Regions from separate parts of the Mus musculus genome. Here region 1 is linked to region 2. The links are chromatin contacts, called in public HiChIP or PLAC-seq maps. All regions are on one chromosome and are shown on one strand. Each heading gives the region's core, a stretch centred on a gene start, on an enhancer-like site or on the middle of the called end of the contact. The rest is flanking DNA. Distances are from core to core; before and after follow the strand shown.

Region 1 (5,775 bases), core at 1,489-3,988, 58 kb after region 2:
TCCTCAACCATGAGAGGGCACACCATTTATCTATCCCCTTTTTGCCTGCCCTATCTGCTCTCCACTATGTGAGCAAGGGTGCCTGCCAGCCTGGAAGCCAAATACTAGTCTGCTGGGTCTTACAGTCCCCCACCTCCAGAACCACAAGAAATACATTTCTATCGTTTATAAACCATCAAATGGGCATGTTGTCAAAGCACCCGGTTTCAGGCGCTCCTTTACAGCACACAGAAGACTAAGACAAGACCTCAGGAGACCCTAGAAACTACAGAAGCCTAGATGTGTGTGTGTGTGTGTGTGTGTGTGTGTGTGTGTGTGTGTGTGTGAGAGAGAGAGAGAGAGAGAGAGAGAGAGAGAGAGAGAGAGAGAGAGAGCAGATGTTTGTGCATATGGTTGCTATGGAGGTCAGAGGACACCCATGAGCTTTGTTCCTCAGGAGCTATTCATGCTCTGAGACAAGGCATCTCTCACTGGTCCGAGGTTGTACAAGTAGGCTAGTCTGGTGGGCCAGCAGACTCCAGGGATCTGCATGTCTCTGCCTTCCCAGCCCTGGGATTAGAACCATATTAGAAGTGTGCACATTGTATATGGGGTCTGAAGAGCATGCTTGGTTCACCAAGCTTGCAAGGTTAGCACTTTGCCAACTGAGACATCTTCCCTCCTCCAGGCTGAGTTTCAAGGTGCTGGAGTCAGCTACTACGTTGAGATTCACAGAAAAAAAGTTCATTCAAAACTTTTGTCCTATGTAAAGAAGAACAGACGTTAGAATAGGGCTGAACACACTGAACATGCTTCATTCGTTCTTCTCTTTGACCACCACACACAAACAAGACATTGCAATGCACCATTTACATGGCATTTATAACATATCCCAATATGTAATATTGTAAAAACTGTAAAGCCATCTGGATGCGATCAGAGTGCAAGAAGGTTGCAGAAGTTTGTGACCACACATGCCATGGCCTTTTATAGAGCAGTCTTACACATCTTCATATCTTGATATCTGCAGCAGGCCCTGGGACCCGTTCCCCAGACACAGAAGGACAGCTGGGTTAAGTAGCAAGAAGTGTTGGATTAAGTTGTGGATAACTGTGGACGCTGGTGCATCGAAGGTATGATGCATGCCTGTAGTCTCAGCATTTAGGAGGTGGAAGCAGAAGGATTGCTGTGAGTTTAGGGACTTAGAGTTTTACGCCAGCCTGGCCTGTATCCTTGTCTCAAAAGCCCAGTATATGTGTTCATTCAAAGCACATGTGTCAGCACAAATAATAAGCAGGTCTCCATTTACTCCAGACAAAAGAGAGTCAAGAGGTGCCTGCTAGGCATGGCTCCACAGTTGTGGGCTTTTGACAACACCAAGAGCTGAGTTAAATGTGATTTTTAACATCGACAGTTGTGGTAGTTTGTATGTAACTGGCTCCATTAGGCCCATAAGGGAGTGGCATGATTAGGAGGTGTGGCTTTCTTAGAGTGGGTGTGGCCTTGCTGATGGAGTCACTGTGGAGGTTGGCTTTCAGGTGTTATATGCTCAGGCTATATCCAGTGTGGTATGCAGTCTCCTCTTGCTGTCTGGAGATCAAGATGTAGAACTTTCAGCTGCTTCTCCAGCACCATGTCTACCTGCGTGCCACAGGCTTCATGCTATGATGATAATGGACTGAACTTCTGACTAATACCCAACCCCAACTAAATATTTTATTTTATAAGAGTTGCTGTGGTCGCTGGGCCGTGGTGGCACACGCCTTTAATCCCAGCACTTGGGAGGCAGAGGCAGGTGGATTTCTGAGTTCGAGGCCAGCCTGGTCTGCAGAGTGAGTTCCAGGACAGCCAGGGCTACACAGAGAAACCCTGTATCGAAGGGAAAAAAAAAAAACGAAAGAAAAGAAAAAGAAAAAGAAAGAGAAAAAGAAAAAGAAAAAGAAAAAGAAAAAGAAAAAGAAAAAGAAAAAGAAAAAAAAAAGAGTTGCTGTGGTCATGGTGTCTGTTCTCTGCAATAAAACCCTAAGACAACAGGGAACATTGGCTTTACCAGAATCCCCTTTACTACACAATTTTGAGAGTTTGCTTTTTGAATATCTGTAGGGCCAGGCATAGTGGATCTGTCCATTAATCCCAGCACTCTGGAAGCAGAGGCAGGAGGATGTCTGTGAGTTCAAGAACAACCTGTTCTACAGCAAGTCCCAGGGCAGCTAGGGCTTTGTAGGGAGACACTTTCTCAAATTTTAAACAAAAGAACATAAGCTATTACATTTCTCTCTCCCCCTCCCTTCGTCTGCAGCTTTTCCCCTTGACAATCATTCATTCAGTGAAGAGCTTTGTGTCCAGTATTCCAGACTCAGATGAAAATCGAAAATCGATCCTCTCTGTCTAATTATGCTAACCAGAGAGAAACGCTTCCAGTTTCGTCAGCATAGACCATACATATATAAAATAAGGGGCAGTGTCTACAAGTAAAACAGTTGCTGGAGTAGGCCGGCCAAGGATTCTACTCGTTTCTAAATAATCAGATGACTTTTTAAAGTTTCTGTATATAAGTTACTTGCCCCAGATCTACAATCTATCTGAAGAGATACATGCATTTGCTCTCCTTTATCCTTTTCTTTGAGTTGGAGGATATTCGAGGTGCTCCATTCTCCCTCTCTTTGTGCGGGTCACTATGCAGCCCTACCCACCCCCAACCCCCTTCAGGGACCGCCAGACCTTTTCAGAGCTCTTTGCAAACCCGCAGGAGGAGGCGAAGGCATTTCCTGCTTGCACCGGCGATCGCCTCTGCCCTCCTATCTCTCTTCTCCCACGGCCCATCTGTGTCTCCTCTCTGCTCCCTTCCTTGCCACCCCCGCCCTCGGCTGGGTGCTCCCGGCCCCTCCCGCGCCCGTCTGTATTTGGAGCTGCCGGAAGCTGCGGGCGACTCTCCCCGAGAGCAGCGTGACCGACTCGGGCTCCCGTGCAGGGGGGAGGCGGAGGCAGCACCGGGCCTGCGGGAGGAGGGCGCAAGTGGCCGGAGCCGGCTTTGCATCACCGAAGCCAGGACCTGAGCTCTACAGCAGGTCAGGCTGGAACGCGGAGGGGGACGGGGGGGGGGGGGGCGGCGAGGAGAATGGGGGGCTTGCCTGGACACCCGGCACCCAAGGCCGGCGCTCTCAAGTTGCGCGCCCCTGGTAGGGTGGGAGATGGCCAGGGCGCGGGGAAGAAAGGCGAAGCAGACTCAGGGATCTGAGGCCACCCAGATGTGAGGACAAGGGAAGTGAGGACCGGAGATGTGAGGATCTGTGATGCGGGGATCTGACACTGGGGCAGTCCTCATCTGGGTCAGCTCAGCCCAGCGCTCCAGCTGCTCGCCTGGCGCTGAGGACCGCGAGTTTCGGGCTGGAGGGCCACCTATGGCCTGCCCGCCGACAACCACCGCACCCTAGGCCGGTCTAACTTCAAGGGGTCTCCACTGCTCTGCTTTGAGCTTTCTGAGGGTTCCCGGGTGGGTGTCATTGAATTAGACCTCGCCAGTGCCACCTCAATCCGAAGGTGCTGGAAGGAAAGGAAGGGACCTGGCTTCTCTGCAGAATCTGACTTGAGGCCATGAGTCACTTCTAAAAAATGCACACGCAACTGATGCTTTGAAGGGACCGCTCTGAAAATGGTACCCCTCAGCAGCTCTCTGACTGTCCCATAGGGGGTTGTTTGTGACATCAGCAATCTTGTCGTCATCTTTAGGCGGATGGCCCGCCATGCACATGAGACTATTTATTCTCATCAACACCACAGAGGCTGTGCATTAAGTCATGTCGGAATCCAGGCGTTCTTTATGTGAGTTTGTGCTTTTAGGACTTGTATTTAGAATTAGGTCTAAAAAGTTTACCAAGTGGAGGTGAACTTTGTACAGCCAAGACTTGCGTCTTGGCCTGAGTAATCAGGAGAAGGCAGAAACAAACGGAAAAAAAAAAAAAAAAGAAAAAGAAAAAGAAAAAGAAAAAAGAAAAAAAGGGGGGGGGGAGTTTATCAGAATTGCTTGCAGAGAGAGCACTGCCTGTTCGTTTGGCTGCTTGGTTTGTTGGTAGACAGAGCTTTGCCATGGAACCCCAGGCTGACCTCAAACTGTTAGCAATCATTCTGCTTCCGAGCTGAGATTACAGGTGTGCTCCTCTGCTTCCGAGAGGCGGACTTACTCTGTACCCAGACTAGCCAGGAACTCGCCATTAGCCCAGGTTGACTTCAAACTCACAATCCTCCTGCTTCCGGCTTCTGAGTGCTGGATTACTGGTAGGCACTGCCACACCTAACGAAGGTGTCTCAGAAGTCTTGCTGACGTAGCTGGGACCACTTTGTGGAAAGTAACAGTGGTGTCTGTCTCACCTTTGGAGTGACTTCGATTTGCTGGGGTTTTGTTAGAATACAAGCCTGCTGAGGGCAGGGAGGGGTTCGGGGTGGTTCTGCGTGGTTAGGGACTGAAAGCTGGTACAGAAAGCTGGTGGAAAGAATTAATTCGATCACTTGCAGTCAGAGCACGGTATCTTGACAAGACTGTACCTTTTTTTTTTTTTTCTTAAGAAAAGACTTATTTCTCCACGGATCCTCGAATCTGAAAATCCTTAATAAAGTTAGGCTCAAGTGAGACTCAAAGACAAAGAGGAAAAAAAAGAAGCTGACTGTGAGAAATGATAGTGACCAACCAGTTCTGCAAGCCGGAAGTGGGGTTTTCCACAAGACATTGTTTAGCTTGTTGGAATGACGGGAGTGTGGGGTTCCCTAACTTCCTGGCTAAAGAGCTAGATGGTAAATAGGGGCTCTGCAGCCCTCAAGGTCGACTTAGTAACTACTCAGCTTGGCTATTGTAAATCGAACGAGGACGAGGAGAATATGGAGAGGACTGTACCGGCGAGTTTCATTGTGTTAACAGATATGAAATTTGAAATTTAGTTGATTTTCACCAGTAGCAATTTTTCTCCTCTATCACACACACTCACACACACACTTGCACTCACATACATGCGAGCATATCCACTCACACACCATACAGACATACACACACCACAAACACATACATGCATACAAGCACACACATACACATACAAACACAGGCATATGTGCACATACACACTTAGTTTACAGGAAGAAGGTTGAAGGAAACAGAAGAGAAGTAGTTTAGGGGTTTGTTTGTTTGATTTTTTTTTTCCTCCTGAAAGTAGAGAGCATCTTCCCACCTTGGGCTAGAGTCTCAGACGGCTAGATTCTCCAACTGCTTGAATTATGCCCAGAAATTAAATACTCACAAGAACAACATTAACTTACTTTTGACACAGTGGTGTTTTATTTCCTTTTGAATATCTCCTAACATATATCTTTATCCCAAGGTTTAGTTTTAGTCTTGATTCATCAATTTTGTATTATACATCAGAATATGCTGAGCCTAGATAAGTTATGAGCATCAGATTTAAGGGAGCGACCATGAACTTACTGCCAAGTGTAGATGCGGGCATGAGAACAAAAGAGTTGTAAATAGGTAACTCTCAAAATATAATGTGTATACACACACACACACACACACACACACATGTATATACATAAGATCAAATATATGATAAGAGATTCAGGTCCACAATATATAAACAGCCTTTCTAATTTGTTAATAAAAGATGGTCTAATATCAAAGTGTGCCAAGGAGGACAGATGAATGGCCATTAAAGCTGTGGAAAAGAAAAAATGCCATGCTGGGCGTGGTGGCGCACACCTTTAATCCCAGCACTCGGGAGGCAGAGGCAGGCGGATTTCTGAGTTCGAGGC
Region 2 (6,400 bases), core at 1,470-3,969:
GACAAGGGGTCAATTGTACTGGCTAGTTTTGTGTCAACTTGACACAGCTGGAGTTATCACAGAGAAAGGAGCTTCAGTTGAGGAAATGCCTCCAGGAGATGCAATTGTAAGGCATTTTCTCAATTAGTGATCAAGGGGGAAAGGCCCCTTGTGGGTGGGACCATCTCAGGGCTGGTAGTCTTGGTTCTATAAGAAAGCAGGCTGAGCAAGCCAGGTGAGGCAAGCCAGTAAAGAACATCCCTCCATGGCCTCTGCATCAGCTCCTGCTCCCTGACCTGCTTGAGTTCCAGTCCTGACTTCCTTCGGTGATGAACAGCAGCATGGAAGTGTAAGCCGAATAAACCCTTTCCTCCCCAACTTGCTTCTTGGTCATGATGTTTGTGCAGGAATAGAAACCCTGACTAAGACAGTCCCCAAAAGGCCATGTGCAGTAGGCTTGGTGGCCAGCTGATGGGCTTTAGACGAAATGATTTCATCATGAGGACTCAGACTGAGCCAATCAGTGCACTGATCACTGGTTGTTTCAGAATTAGTGAACAAGTGGGAGGCTAAACTAGACAGAATAGCATGTAGTCAAAAGGTGTGGGCCTCTGTGGGTCACTCCGTTCACCATTTCCTGTACCGCTCTCTCAGCTTCCTGGTTGCTGTGATGTCAGCAATCTCCTCCTCCACGTGTTCCCAACACCATGGCATGTCTGACATCCAAAGCGGTGGAGCCAATCAACTATGGACTGAGATACCCCAAACCGTAAGCCAAAGCAAATCCCTTTCCCTTCAAAATTGTTTTCCTCTGGTATTTGTCACCATGATGTCACAGGGTAGCTGACAGCAATACCATGTGCACACCAGCTCATATGCTGTGTCCTGCCCATCTCTCTAACAAGTCCTACGAGCTTCTAGTGTGGTTCCCCAGAGCTTTCAGCTCTACCTTCTATCCCAGTCAGGCAAGCACTGACTTCATGGAAAGAAATTTCCTGCATGGATTTGAAGCATAGGCGATAGAGACAAAAGACTCCAGAGGGCAGTAAGAAGCCCACAGCTTTGCTCAAATGAATCAGCCTCAGTCACAACTGCAGCCAGGTTTTATTGACCTCTAATTTTACTTTTGGTTCCTGCTTCTCATTTGGGGACCATATTTAAAAATAAAAACAACCTTTCTTCCCCAATAATAATTTTAAAACACTTCTCGTGTTCCATCATCTATCACAGTTGACAGTGTTAACCAATGGCTGGCAGCATGGTGGCAGTTACTGGAAGAGTGTGAAAGAGTGATTGGGAAGGAGAGGGTGAGTCTGAAGTCCCAGGAGGACTCAGAGAGTAATTGTGGGTGTAAGGGAACTGTGAGCATGACACCTCTCTGCTAGACACTGGGTTGAGGGTTTCCCCTATCCTTCTACAGCCATTTTATGTCACATGTAGGTGTCGTAGAAGAAATGCTGGCTATAATCGATGTCAAGTTGGGTGCTGTCTTGACCACTGTTCCTCTGTCGAACCAGATGTATCTGGATTGAGGATAACCACTTGCTGAGTGTTCCTTTGCGACAGACACTGAATGCACTAAGGGTATTATACTGCACAGCAGGCTCTGTACATCACCTTCATTTTAAAGAAAGGTTAGTGTGAACCAGAGACAGCAGAACCACCAAGAGTGACAGCCCAGAAAACGACCAGCTGCTGGCTCGTCTCCATAAGCTTTTCTTGTGTCCGTGGAAACCGTGTCAGAAATTCTACAGAGAGCTTGATAAATGAGCCTTCAGTACTGGGTTCAAAACAGAATTTGAAGAGCCTAAGGCAAGTTCTATACGCGATTAAAACACTTCATAAAAATCGTAGAACGTTACATTTCTCTTTAGTTTCTTCGGCAACGGCTGCTTCCTGACAGTACTATTTATTACGATAACTATTCAGTCACGATGACCTCAATCTATTGTGAATTGGGGCAGAAATATGCCACTGCCGTGATTAATGATGATAAACATCTGTAGAGTCGAAGGTTCTAGCAAGAGTAAAATAAAGATAAATACATATCAGCCTGGGGTGACAGCTCGGCTGGTATAAAGTACTTGCTCCACAAGTGTCTGAACTCAATCTGCAGAGCCCACAGAAAAGGAGCCAGGTATGGTCTCCTGCACTTGTAATCCCAGCAATGGGGAGATTGAAGCATCTCTGGGGCTTGATGGATGGCGGCCTGCCTAGCCTAAGAGGCCAATGAGAGACCCGGTCTCAAAAACATCAGTAGATATGATTTTTGACCTTGAGCAACGACACTCGAGCTGGGCTCCTGGCCTTCACATATGCACACGCAGATATTCACATGCATTTGCACACATGTACGTATACAAGAACACAGAAACGAAAGTGGGTACGGGTGGAACTGGACGCCAAAAGCTGTAAAGGAAGGGAAGCCCTTAGAGAAGCTCACCCTCCTGGATGACAGTAACATTGGATCGCAATGCAGAGCAGAGTAGCCGAGGTGTGTGGTTCAAGACCAGCATCATTCAGAGCCCACCTGCTGCCGTTCTAATAGAGGGATGTAGGAAGAAAGGCAGCTTGAAGAGCCACGAGTGTGCTGTTTCCCCAACACGCACATTGGATTCCAGGCGCTTCTAGAGTCTTGCTCGTGCACACTTGCATACCAGTTGCTTCTCTTATCCCCTTTGGCACATTTCTTCAGCTAGCACACAGCTGCTTATCTCCCGAGTAGTATCTCCCTGGCGACTGCTATCCTCTCAGCTGCTGAGGGGCCATGTCCTTTAAATCTCCCAACTGTCTCCCTTACTGTTCAGCACTGGCTCCCTTTATCTGCAGGGATTTTTTTCCCTAATCTTTCCCAGCTGCCACTTTGGGCACAGTGACTGTCTCTGGGGTCTCTCAGAGTCAAGTGTTTCAGCTGGGACCAACCAGGAGGGAAGGGACAGAGCCGCTACAACGATGCATTATGAAAATGAGCCTCAAAACTACCAAAAATAAAAATAAGAATGAATATCAATGTAGGGTCAATGTATGCTCCTATGCTCCATGAATCAACCCCTGCGTTTCTACAAGGCTGAGATCCACACCAAGGCTCCGAGATGTCTGGATGAGGCACTGAATATCTATCTCCAATAAGACATGGCTGCCCTTAGAAATAGAGTATGACTGAGCGGGCCTGAGTTTCTGCTCCCCTCCCTCAGAAGGAAACTCCACTGGGTCCCAACGTGAAAGGCTGGAGACTAGAGAGAAATGTCATATTGGACTCTATGTTCTGACAAGAAAATTCATTACTAACTACTTCTCGTGAACTCTAACCGTCTTCAATCGGTACGACTGTCGTTCTTCCAGGTAATTCTCACAAGGTGATTTTATGAGGTTTCCCAGGTTTTCTTAATGTACTGAGTTCTGAGTACTGAATGAGGTTTCTTCTTTTTCCTTAAGGTATGATCTTAGTATTGAGGGAGGTTACAAGCTTCTAAATAGAGACTTAAGGGCCCCTACAAGCAGAGGGACAACTGTCAGGGATGCACACTGCTAGACACACATGGGCTTTGGCTTAGCCATGGTCACCCCTTACTTCCCACTTAAGAAAATGTCCAAAGATGAGCTAAATAAGGCAGTGCATACCTGCATCTCTAGCCATTGGGAAGCTGAGGCAGGACAATCATGGGTTTGAGGTCAGCTTGGGTTATGTGGCTAGACCCTGTCCCAGAAACTGAAAGAAAGAAAAGGAAGGAAGGAAGGAAGGAAGGAAGGAAGGAAGGAAGGAAGGAAGGGAGGGAGGGAGGGAGGGAGGGAGGGAGGGAGGGAGGGAGGGAGGGAGGGGAGGAGAGAGAGAGAGAGAGAGAGAGAGAGAGAGAGAGAGAGAGGAGGCAGACTTAAAGACTATACAGGTGTCTTTGGAAATAATGCTGAGGTTGGCCAATATTACACAAGAAATTTGAACAAATTTATTAAAATACCTTTGCATTAATAGCCTGCTATTAAGATAATTATTATCTCAAAGAATGACTTCAGCCACACAGAAGCAGTTCCCCACAATATAAGGGGAAATCAATAGGAGAATGTTGTATGGTTAACTCATTCTAAACCTGAAGTGGGAAATATCAACCCAGTAAGGCCTATCTGAGCTGAGAGACTCCTGCTGACAGTCGGGCTGCTGCTGTGTTGTTCACTGCTGTTCTCCTTCTCCTTTGTTAAACAGGTTTATGGTGGCTCACAGAAGCATAAGTGATTGTCAGGAGGTCACATCTCCAGAACGTGTCTCTATCACCAAAGAGTCCCCCAGCCAGCAGTTGCTTAGCCATCACATGACCCCTGAGAGAGAGGTCCTGTGAGTCTCCCTTTCCACTAAGCAATCTTCCAAATCCAAGCCAATCGTCCCAATGACAGCCTCTTCCATGTCCCTTTCTTCCTTTCCCTAGATCACCTGATCCCTCCACTATTCATCCAGCCATAGAAAAGTCTCTCCCTTTGAGGAGTTGCTTGGACACAACCATCCCCAGGTTGCCTTGAATGAGTGCACTTGAGAGTTGCCAAAGGGACAGCTGTGCCCACCCAAGTGAGGCTGAAACACTGGGTAGTATTTGTCTAGGGTGACAGGAGCCCTTACCTAACAGTGAGACACATCAATAATCAATGGCCCCACAGAGAAAGAACCCCATGAATAAGAGATGCTGCTGTTTGGAGAAGATGAAGTCGGCGGTGCTCTTGTTCCACGGAAACGGGATACACTCAGAATGACACAGCACTCTCTGAACTTTCCAGTTACGCCACCAGACAGCTTAGAGCAGAAGCACCTCAATATAGTAGTACCCTCAGGGGTGCCAATTTCCTCGGGGTCAGAGTCTGGTCAGCAACACTCTTGCCTGGAGGTATTTTCCCCCTTAGAACTGGTCAAGGGCACTGAATTATGATGGCACACTGATATATATAATATATATAATATATGTATGTATGAATATATATATATATATATATATATATATATATATATATATATATATATATATTACTATTTAAGTACAGCCAATGTTCATCTGGGTGGTTTTACATCCAAGATGAAAGACTAAAAACTAAGACAATCCCCAAATATATTTTCTACCCCATTTGGAGCTTACCATCTTCCAGGTCTGTCTAGTTTTCTTTATGGTAGCATTTAATTATTAATCCCTCCTGATTTGTAGGATCTAATTTAAGGCTGCATTAATAGATTGCTCACTAGAGAGTTTGCCAAACCCGTGGCAGGGCAAAGTCATTAGAGTCTGCCGACGACAGGAGCAGACCTGGAGGCAGAAGGATTTGCAACTGAGTCTGCACTTCACCGTGTATCTGTCCCCCGTGGGGCCTTGGGGACTCACATCTCTTCTCATCGGAAGGTGTTTATAACATCTCACAAAGTGTGGAGACTCCAAAATCAAAGTAAGCCATGTATGAAACATTGCATACATGCTGGGTTATGTGGTATATGAGTATGTGTGTGCACTTGTGTGTGTATGTGCCCCCACCCACAGTCACATGTGGTGGGGCAGATGTCTTCCTTTTTTGCTAGCCTGTTTTTTTTTTTTTTCTTAATGATCTTGGAGATCATCAGTTTTGCCAGACTGGCTGGTCAATAAGGCCTTGGGAATCTAACTGTCTCCATCTGCCCAGAGCAGGGTTACAGGTACAAGCTACCATACCCATCTCTTGAAGAAGATGCTGCGTTTCCAAACTCAGGTTCTCATGCTTGCTGAGCAAGCACTCTACCTACTGAACCATCTCCCTTACCTCATGTTAGGTGTCTTGGATCATTGTTTTTCTTAACTATTGGCCCAGCAAGTATTTACTGAGTGTGTAATATATTCTAGTTATTGGGAGCACAGAACTAGGAAATCATACACATTTGGTACTCTTGGAGCTAACATTTGAGGAGGAGAGGAAACATCCCTCCTTAAAGATAAGTATGTTTTTCATGGTGGTTAAACAGAAGTAACCCTGAATATAGCAGGAAAAGGGACAGTGGCCAAGGGCAGAAAAGGAGGCTGGCCTCATCTCTGTCTCTCTAATGACATTTAAATAGAAAAGGAAGCTAAGAAAGCAAGTTTCATGAACACTAGAGCAAAGAATTTTTTCAGAGACAGGGAAGTACTTGTGTGAGGACTCTTGAGGCAGGAGGATGACTGCTGCGCCAGAGGTTGAGCCAGACTGGAGAAAGGAAGGGGGAGTATAGACTGACATGGGGCTGGGGTGGGGTGTGGGAGAACTTGCAGCATCGGACAGCCTGTGATGGCATTCTGGGTTAACCAGTGTGATCGGCAGCTTTCTCTACAGGACATGACCTAGAAATTACCTGGGGGAGAGTCTCATTCTCATGTATATAGAAAAACATGGCTCACTGTGGACAGTGCCACTCCTAGGCAGGGGGACCTGAGCCGTACAAGATTAA

What was found. HiChIP or PLAC-seq counts read pairs in DNA pulled down with a chosen protein or histone mark.
Region 1: an H3K27ac HiChIP or PLAC-seq map of heart atrium shows a contact between it and region 2, with 5 read pairs. The contact joins the promoter of Cap2 here to the enhancer-like site in region 2. A contact is called at or near these places in 2 of 39 promoter capture datasets (pre-B cells and trophoblast stem cells), 5 of 484 Hi-C or Micro-C datasets (cortical neurons, forebrain, myocytes and 1 more), 4 of 115 datasets of contacts at active chromatin or transcription factors (craniofacial prominence, embryonic stem cells and heart atrium) and 3 of 9 other capture datasets (adipose tissue, liver and pancreatic islet).

Annotation. Positions count from the first base shown.
Region 1 is chr13:46,499,165-46,504,939 of GRCm38.p6, forward strand. It overlaps Cap2 (CAP, adenylate cyclase-associated protein, 2 (yeast)), which reads left to right and starts at 2,739. Exons shown (of 13, transcript NM_026056.4): 1 at 2,739-3,047. LOC115488182 (a long non-coding RNA gene) reads right to left here and starts at 2,786. Exons shown (of 2, transcript XR_003950691.1): 1 at 2,701-2,786; 2 at 1-1,569.
Region 2 is chr13:46,441,507-46,447,906 of GRCm38.p6, forward strand. No RefSeq gene overlaps it. Among named protein-coding and RNA genes, the nearest start is that of Rbm24, 26 kb to the left of the region's middle. Within about 2 kb of position 2,720, at least 3 of the 459 cell types and tissues checked have an H3K27ac peak or open chromatin away from gene starts, as enhancers often do. A contact at or near this core is called in heart atrium, where this site is marked.